Linked DNA regions of Manis pentadactyla: region 1 is linked to region 2. Evidence: chromatin contacts called from public Hi-C data. All regions are on one chromosome and are shown on one strand. The core of a region is the stretch at or near the end of the contact, and the rest is flanking DNA. Distances in the headings are between cores, read along the strand shown.

Region 1 (4,710 bases), core at 2,083-4,582, 270 kb after region 2:
GAAAGGCAACTTATATCTGTTTGGGTTGGGTGGGTAGTTCACCTGGATAATTAAGTCCCCTCAATTGTTCATAATTTTTGGAAGTACATATACATACACAAAATCATATATATGGTCATATATATAGTTTGGTTTTTCATCTGAGAAGGTTACCATGTTCCCATATAGAAGGACATATGTATGCATTTATATATATGAATATGATAATCTCAGATGAAGGGCCATTTTATACATTCTAAAAAATATTTTTGTCTATATCTTTATATCATGGAATCCCTTTTCAAATAAAATCTAACTTGGAACCCTATGTAAGGATGAGAATGGAGCTCTTGTTGAAACTAAATTGGGGGACCCCCAAGCCCTACCTACTAGTCAGCACTATTACTTCTCTAAGTCCTTTCTCCCTCTAAAAGCACCTCAATGGAGCGCTAAGGATCTGTAGAATATAATTTGAAAACCACCACTGCATTAATCTCGGAGGTTAAACAAATGAAAAAGTTAGCTGTATAAAACACAAAGCACCTATTTTGGTGGTTGTTGCTAAGGATTTGGGGTTCAGTCTTTACGGAGCAGTCATTTTTTATCTTCAGTGTCTTTAAAATCTTCTGCAAAGGCTAGAGTATGGAATCCCCATCCTAAACTTGCTGTGCTGCAGCAGTAGGAAATAAAAGTGAGGAATTTGTTTCCTTGCATTGGCTTACAACTGACTCCATGTAAGGAAAAAGGAAAGAAGAAATAACTGCAGAAAAGATAAGCACTGGAAATTATGGGAATAGATTTTCTTGTGTGTTGACAATGTACTATACATATAAAATAGGTTGTATTTCCAAGGACTGTTTCCACAGGCAAGGACCAAGTGCTGTGGGTTTTAGTACCTAAATGGCTCAGTCAGAGCTCTGGTTTCTTGAGGCATCTTAAGCTTTGGGAAAGAGAGGGGGAGATATCATTCTGGATACAAATTCCAGTGCTAATTTGGAGGTGATATAGTGATTATGAATGTAGATGGCAGCTACACTGTTTAGGCTTGACTATGTTTCTGCCACTAACTAGCTGGTTGTGTGATTTTTGGCAAGTTACTTAAACTTTCTAAGCTTTTTTTCTTTTGAAGACTGGTATTAACAATAGCATTCCCTCATAGGACTATGTATTAAAAGACATAAGTCTTACAAAGCTCCTAGCATAGTACCCAGTGCATGGTAAATATTCATTAATGTTACCTATTGTTATTACCAGTCTAAAGAGATACTTGGCAGTACTGTTCAACCTAATTTTGTGGCAGATTGTCTTTAAAAGAAAAGACTTGGGAAAAAACCTAGTTTTAAAAATATTTCACATCTATATATTACTGATTATGTATCACACAGTGTTCTAAGCATTTCATATATATTAACTCATTAGATCCTTACAACAACCCTAGAGGCAGATAGTACTCTCTGCATTTTGAGGCCCAGATAATTTAAGTGACTTACCCAAGGCCACACAGCTTTAAGTGGCAATGTTGGGAACCTGGCTTCCAAAAAGGGAGGCAGTTTGTCTCTAGACAATTATGCTTTTTAATCACCATGTTATACTGCGATAGGTAAAGTATACTTAGATTTGTATTTTATATAAATAGATTTGTATTTCCATTTTAGAAATCCTAATATATGTCATGTATGGTCATTATCTGTAACTTTGTGGGTATTATTATCCCACTTTAAAGTGAGTAGATTCACAGAAGTATCTTGCCATAGATCATACAACTATCAAGTGTCAGAGCCTATCTGCAACCCGGCTAGGATCTCTGAAGCTTGAAATAGCTCCATTATATCACACAATTCTTCTAAGAATGGATCCTGATCAAAGGTAAATAGCCCGAGTTTTAGTTTTTTCATATAGAAAGGAACCTGAAAATGGGTGATCAAAGTTCAGACTCGAGACACTATCATACTGTCATTTACTCATTCATTTAACAAACATCTGTTGCGTTTTCTGTGAACTGGATCCTAGGCTGTACATTTAATGATGAATAGCAAAAACAGAGTCTCTCAGAGTTCACAAATGAGTTACTTGGGAGAATGGCTTAATAAGGAACAATGATAACTACTGGAAGGATGACTTAGGGTCTAGATGTGGGCTCAGGTGCCAATTCCTCTCCATTCAATGCTAACTAGACAAAAAAGACTAGTTAAGAATATTGCTGGCATAATTACTCTTCCTCATACACCATGAGGTAGTTACATATATCCTTATCCTCCCTCTCCTCTGGCAGAGAGAAAGTATTCTTAAAGAACACCAACCCTAATCCCTCTTTTGTACTCTATCAAGATCAGAGAAGAATCGTAGGCTTTCAGCTATACCTGGCCTGCATCTCAGTATCATAACATAGTAGTATGTGCAAACACTATCCAAGCCTCTGGAGGCTACAGAGAGTACTATGAAGTCCTTGTTCTCAAGAAGTTTTATTTATTTAAAAAATAAGCTAGGGATCAGGCAAAAATAAGCAAACAATCAACAAAAAACCCCTATACTATACCAGGGCTAGCCCAGAAATGGATTGTGGTTTTCTAACAGGATAGGGACTTACTTCCCTCTAGCAACAGAGGACTACTAGCCAATTCTACTCCAGGACTTACAGAATAACCAACCCGAAAGAGCCTTATGTCCTGGTGTGGCGAACTTAATCCTTACTCGTCCTCTAGCCATGGGGAATCTACAGCAGACACTTGAATTTCCTCTCATGCTTACAGGCTTTACTTTTACCTTTTGGAGATGAGAATTACCCGAGAGAAGCACTTTTGACATGAAGGATATATAAAACTTGAATTCTGGAGAGCAAGAACTGAGGCAAGAAGAAATTTTCTTCTTCCATTCATGTGTTCTCACTGTGGCCTGCAAAACAAAAAGCCATGGGGATGACTGGCCAGTCTTTAATTGTAGGTACATAATTCATTTCTTAGGAAAACCATTTAACCTCCATTACAAAGTCAACAGATGTTTTTTGCAGTGTTAATGTACTGGAAAACTAGTTCTCTTTTTCTGCTCAATTAAATGTTTTAATAGGAAAATAAGATTTAAAACACAGTAGCTCAAATAAATATTCTGTTTTTGAATAATGCTCCATCTTCAAGAAAGACATTTAGCTTGTTTCACATCTTTATCAATAGAATTTGTTTCTACCATCAATAGGAATGAACTTACATGAATCTTTTAAAGAACTTAAATTGGTGGGTAATGGCTCTTTTTAGCTGAGAAAATCACTTCATTGGATTTCAGTGTGCACATTTTTATACAGCTTGAAGAGAAAAAAAAAACTCAGGTTCTGCAAACAGAAAAATCAAAATGTTACAAGGTCAGAGTTCAAAGTGCTTCAGATCCTTATGTGAAAAACATCAGAGAAGTAAAGCAATAATACCAATGTATTGCTTTCATACTTTCTTTTTAAAAGTTCAATTGTTGGTTTATCAAAATTTTAAAAATAGATCTTATTTATAGCATAATATAAATATTCTGAAATGAAAGTCTGTGTACATGTTCAACAATCTTTTAGGTATGGCTTTTCCTAAGGATGGTCAAAATTTAGAAGTGTGGTAACTACAGAAGGGAGATCTTATTAATCAAAACAGTATTTCTGTGAAAATAAAATCTTGCTACCTAGAGTAGTAAGATAGAAACTTGTAAAAATGAAAGATAAATGGAATTACTGATTTCTATGTTACTAAAGGGAAGATAGAGAAAGTAAAAAAATTAATCCTGCCTAATTCTCTGTTGTTATCCTTGTTATGGGACCCTTAGGTATACATGATTAGTAAGGTTCTACCAAAAGCACATATGTATTCCTAGATTTGGTTATCATCTTAGGCTACATGGCAATCTCTAAGGACAAGGAAGATTAGGTGGTATAGGATACAAAGGGAAGGCAGAAAGAAAGATCACTGAACACATTATTAGTGCTACTAACCTCAGGTTCCCTAATAACCCAAAAAGTGATGAATGTGTGCCAGCAAAGGCATCTTCCCTCTACACATCCTCTAAAAAGTCCAATTTGGGGGAGGGTGTAATATGGTGGTACATCTACCTCTGCACTAGGGGACATATATCTGGGCTAAGCTCCCTTCAGAGAAAATGTTACTTGCTTAAAATTCTGCTTATGAAGCCTCAGTTCCCTACAGTAGCCTTTGAGGCCCTAGGTCATCTACCCCACCTTCCTGACCTTCCCTTGTACCACTCTCCCCCTTAGTCACTGTACTTCAAGCCATGCTTCTCAAATACCCTAAATGGTATCTCTTCTTGGGCTTTTGTGCTTACCTTTCTCTTTGTCTAGAATACCTTAGTTCTTCAAATACCTGGCTCATTCTCATCCTTCAGTCTTTAATGTTACCCCCCAAGAAGGCCCCACTTTAATTTCAAGTAGACACCCATTTCCTCATAGTTTCTATATTACCCATCTTATTCCTTCATGGTACTAACCATGTTCACTATATATGAAACCATGAAAATGCATCATATATCACGTAATATATACATTTACTTATTTCTTCTACCCCCACTAATCTGAAAGTTTCATGAAGACAGGAACCTAATCTATCTTGTGCTGTATTATTCAGTGCTCAGGAGAAGTAAGTTTTCAATAAATATTCATTGAACACATGAAAAACCATAAGCAGAATCTTGCAATTTAAGAAAAAAATTTTTAAGAGTAGGTATATGCCACACAATAGGATTTTCATT
Region 2 (4,796 bases), core at 1,139-3,638:
CTATCCATATACTTGTTCTATTTTCAAAGTTACAAGTTCTCAGAGAGCAGAAATCTTTGCACATAGTATGAACTCAAACAGTTGTTGAAATGAGCTCTGCTTTTTCACATTCCTCACAACAGTAAGCCTTAGACCTAGCTGGTACTCAGATATTTCTATGAGTAAAACTGAAAAAAAAAAATTTTTAAGTCCAAAGAATGACTGTCAAAACTGTGAGGGGTCTGAGATCTTACCCTAGTCACATGATAACAAGTTAGCCTGCCACAGTTGCATGAATGCTGACAAAAGACAGAAGGACATAATTACTCATGGCAGAGCAAGTAGCATGAGCATCAGCATATTTGCGTTAGTTCCCTTTGCCCCTGAGCCCCTGGGAGGTGATGCAGATAGGCCCAGGTGTGTCCCTAAGTGTGCCATGGATTGCATTATAGAGAAGAACTCTGAACTAGAAAAAAAACACAGATCTTTTATAATAGGCAATAAGCATGAGAACTTTTGCTTCAGAGGGAGACTCTATTTCCCAAGGCTATTCATTACACAAACTTCCTTAAAGAGAGTCCATAACAGGCAGAGAAGGCCTGGCACGAGAGGCAGGCAGAAGCATGAGAGGTCAATTTACTCTCAACACTGAGTGAAGTCAACGGGCATTATTAATAAAAATAGCTATTGTTTATTGGGTGTTTATATGTGACATGTATTGTGCTATGTATTTTATATGCATTATCTCCTTTGTTCCTCTCAACGCATTTATGGGAAAATAAAACAAATTTATGGGAAAATAATTTTATTAATTAAGTAAATAATAGCAACAGTGGACAGTCTGGAAACACAGGGGAGCATTAGGGAGGCCTCAGAGCGTGGCTAAATCTATTAGCTGAATACCATCTGGACTCCCTCCATCTGCTATCCCTGCATCTGCCTGTCTGTACTTCTCCAGCCCACTTGGCAGAATATGATCGTCTCAACTCCCAAATTCACTTGCTGTAGTTGCATCCAGCTTCAGAAGTTGATTTAGAATCCCTGAATCCAATTGCCAGTTCTTCTAAAGAGAGTATGATTGGCCCAGATTTGGTCATGTGACTAATCAACACTGTGTATTTGTATTGGGGAGTTTCATAGTAATATAAATTATAGCCAGTACAAATGACTATATAAAGAGGTACTTTTTTTTTCCTAAAGATCACTTAATTTAAGCTAAGTACAAATTTTGTGGTCCTGCTTACAGGTCTGTATCTTCCAGTAAGTAGGCCATGAGCTCCTCCAGAATGGGGATCAATTATATCATTTAATAGAATTATAATCATACTTGGGATATATATCTATTTTTACATATTATATATATTCTTATATAATATATCCTTAATTTATATATATATACACATATATTTACATAAATAACAAGAATATTCCTGTCACTTGTTTCTTTAATATTTAATAATTGCATAATATTCCAACTTGCAACATTTCTACAAGTTACTGAATCATCTTGAATACTTAGATTATTGCCAATTTTTCACTATTACAAATAACACTGCAAGGATTATAATTTTTTTAAATCTCAGTTTACGGATATGATTACTTTTTCTTAGGATAGATTCTTACAAGTGAAACTGTCCATTCAGTTTTTAGGGTTTCGCACGTATTATTAAATGCTTTCTAAATGTGTTATACTGACTTAACACTCCTGGCAGCCTTGTGAGTGACCCTATCTAACTGCATATTTATGAGCATTGATAATTCTTTTTTCTTTTTCATTTTAATAGGTAAAAATGGTATGTCTCCATGTTTTGCTTTTTTTTTTTTGACTGGTGAGATTAAACTTTTTTTTTTTTTTCCCGCTGGCAGGAATCCGGCGTTGTTCTTTTAATGTGCCTCCGTGCTTAGATGGTACTTGTTACCTAGCTGACCTCACAAAGTTTTGAAAACAGGTAGGAAAATCCCGTGATAACCGTTTACATCCTTGCAAAAATAATTAAGCCACTAAAACTCAAAGATTGTGTACCACTTTACAAAGGATTTACAAAGAATATATTAGCACATTTGAACCACACAAGTACTGTGTGTTCTGAACGTTTTACCTGATGGAGCAAAGTTTGTGAAGTCTGAGAGGGATACTGATGAGGAGCGGGTCCACGCTAGAAACGGAGGAATTCCGTTTCCCTGAAGAGAGAGCCTAAATCAACTAAAGTTTGTCCTCCTGAGCAGAAGAGGGCGAAGCAGCAGGACAGGAAGCTTCAAGGATGACGGGCTCGCTGGACTACAGTTCCCAGAAGGTATGTGCGCGATCTCCCGGAACGCTCAGCGGCGGGGACGTAAGCTCCCAGGTTGCTGTGCGGTCGGGGATAGGGTCTGTGTTTCACGGACCCGAGCTTTAGTGGCAGCTGGCTGTGCCTCATTGCTACGAAATGGGCGCCGAGAGCTTCTCAGACAAGATCCCGCTTTGTTAGGGTGGTAACAGCGTGCACGGGTTTGGAAAGGGCGCTGGGAGAGGCGCATCAGCTCTGAGCCATGCTAGTGAGCTGCTAGCGCGTCGGTGAAGAGGCCAGGCTTTGCGTGACCGCGAGTCGAGTCTGCGCTGGATGAGTGCGCGTAACGGGCGGGAAACTACATTTCCCAGCATCCTCGGGGTGCTGGGACTGCGGGGCTCGAAAGCCTGAGCGTAGTTCTTTCAGACTTCGGCCTCCTCCCGCCCCCAGAAACCGGAGCCATGTGGAGTAGGTGGGGCTGGCGGCTCCTGTGTTCTGGAGGCGGCGGGGGCCACCGCGTGTCAAGTCCCTGCGGCTGTTTCTCGCCCACCCTGCGGAGAGGTGAGAAAAGGCTCCGTGTCACCGATGCCTGAGTGCCCCTTAAAGAGGCGATGCCGGTGGCTCCTGCCTGCTCGGGCGAGCGGGACGCGAGGGCGCCTGCCCAGCCCAACCCTGTGCTGGCGACCCCGCTGCCGGGTCTCGCCCCGTCGGAGCTGGGCGGGAAGGGGGAGGACTGAGAAAAGGACCGCCCTCCTCTTTGGAGAGCGAGCCTCTGAAGGCCCGGGGTTCCCTCCTGGCGCCGTCACTAGGAGCCCCGCCAGGCTGCCATCTGAGCCTTTTCTTCTTTCTACCGGATGAGGTTTATAATCCCCGCCCTCTCGTAGGTGTGAGAGGAGCAACCTTATGTCCTCCGAGTTCGGGGAGGCCTGACTTCTTTCGTGGCCTGTTCAAACTTAGTGTCATTTAGTGCTGCCCTCGAGTCCAGGTATTTGGTGGCCTACAGCATACGTTTCATGTCAGGTCCGCTTTATTATCGCTGTGATTTTCAGTACTCTACAATCACATAGAAGCTGTTAAAAAAACAAAACATGCTGGAACCTACAAATGTTGAACTGGCTGGCACCCCCGTTAGCAGTATCTGACTTTATTCTGAGAGACATTTCCAGAATCTTTTTTTCCCAAAGTTTTAAGCTCTTCAAGACTGCCCACAGAGTAGGCACTTCATACTGACCTCTGGCATCTTCATCCTCTTAAATCTTTAGTGCCATGTGAACCGTGCCAAAGGAGGTCATTTTTTGATGCCTGGGATATCACCCCAATCTTTATCCTGTCTTTGTAAACTTTTAGAGATATGTTTGTTTACATATTCAGATGAAAACGCTGTTATTTTTAGAGAGTAAACTGAAGTATCTATCATATTTAAAATACATTACCAAAAGGAAATGATAATATCCTAACTTGTTGAATTACCCTACTTGAATCTGAGTGTTCTTGGAGAAATCTTAAGTAGCCCCTTACAGCTAATATGTACAAGTAGTTTAAACTTGCCTAATAATGCCAGTAATTAAGGAATTCACAAAACCTTAATCTCTGACCCATGGATGGATCTCAATTTTATTATCTAGTCCAATTCCCTATTTAAAGTTGAATAGAAGAAGGCACAAGAAAGTGATGTCATTTGTCTTGTTTTACTAGCAAGAGTGGTGGATTCCTAGTTCATTTCTACTTCCCAGACTTAGCGGAACATCAGAAACTGCAGGGTACGGATCTTAGGCCCTACCTCGGAACTACTGAATCACTTTCCAGGGATGGAGCCCAGAGATTTCTGTGTTAGTTTAATTTATTAATCCTGGTAATTCTTACGTATTTAGTAAAGCACATGTCAACAGACCAGCATGTAGAAATACATATTAATAACCAGCATGTCACTGAACTGTTGCAGCTCTAATGTTAGTAAATTAATATAAAACTTGCAGTTCAGATGTAATGAGACACAATTTTACATGTTTTATCAAAAGTAAAATCTGGCCTTTTCCAGCAAAGGCAGCTTGTGCAGTGTAGGCCAGAGTTCCAATCCAAGATACACAACTTAGTATCTCTATGCTGCTGGTAAAGGCTTTGGACTGAGTTTGTTTCCCACTTTAAAAAAACCATAAGATACATATCAAAGGAAGTAACAATGAAAGGAAGGACTTGGGGTTTTGTGTAAATTCTGGGAACTTTTAAGGTATTAAGGACCTGTTACTCCACCCTACACTGGAAACACTGATTCTAGTTGCTTCATCTCCTCTATCCATTAATATGCCTGCAAAGACATATTCTTAAGAGTGCTTATGAGTTTAAGTATTCATGACACGGTCGGGACAGTGATCATGACACCCTACAATGGCTATCGAATGGCTTTTCCAGTTCCTATTTCCTCCAAAGAAGAGTGCCCTCCAAATTCTACTTTTAGAGAGGGTGTCAACACATACTTCTTAGGATTGTGAGGCCTTAGCAAAAGATTACATGACTATTTGAGCCCATATAAGGAATAAGTGTTCCACAGGT

The links. A called contact is a pair of places that touch in the nucleus more often than the background predicts.
Region 1: a contact with region 2 is called in a Hi-C map of blood, with 4 times the contacts expected there. The contact joins the promoter of DDIAS here to the promoter of CCDC90B in region 2. A contact is called at or near these places in 3 of 3 Hi-C or Micro-C datasets (blood, fibroblasts and skin fibroblasts).

The regions. Positions count from the first base shown.
Region 1 is chr9:32,346,971-32,351,680 of mManPen7.hap1, forward strand. DDIAS (DNA damage induced apoptosis suppressor) reads right to left here and starts at 3,333. Exons shown (of 5, transcript XM_036895503.2): 1 at 3,181-3,333; 2 at 2,743-2,871. The coding sequence starts at 2,855.
Region 2 is chr9:32,077,433-32,082,228 of mManPen7.hap1, forward strand. CCDC90B (coiled-coil domain containing 90B) reads left to right here and starts at 2,389. Exons shown (of 9, transcript XM_057507181.1): 1 at 2,389-2,807. The coding sequence starts at 2,708. It overlaps LOC118917520 (a long non-coding RNA gene), which reads right to left and starts at 2,217. Exons shown (of 4, transcript XR_005026833.2): 1 at 2,079-2,217.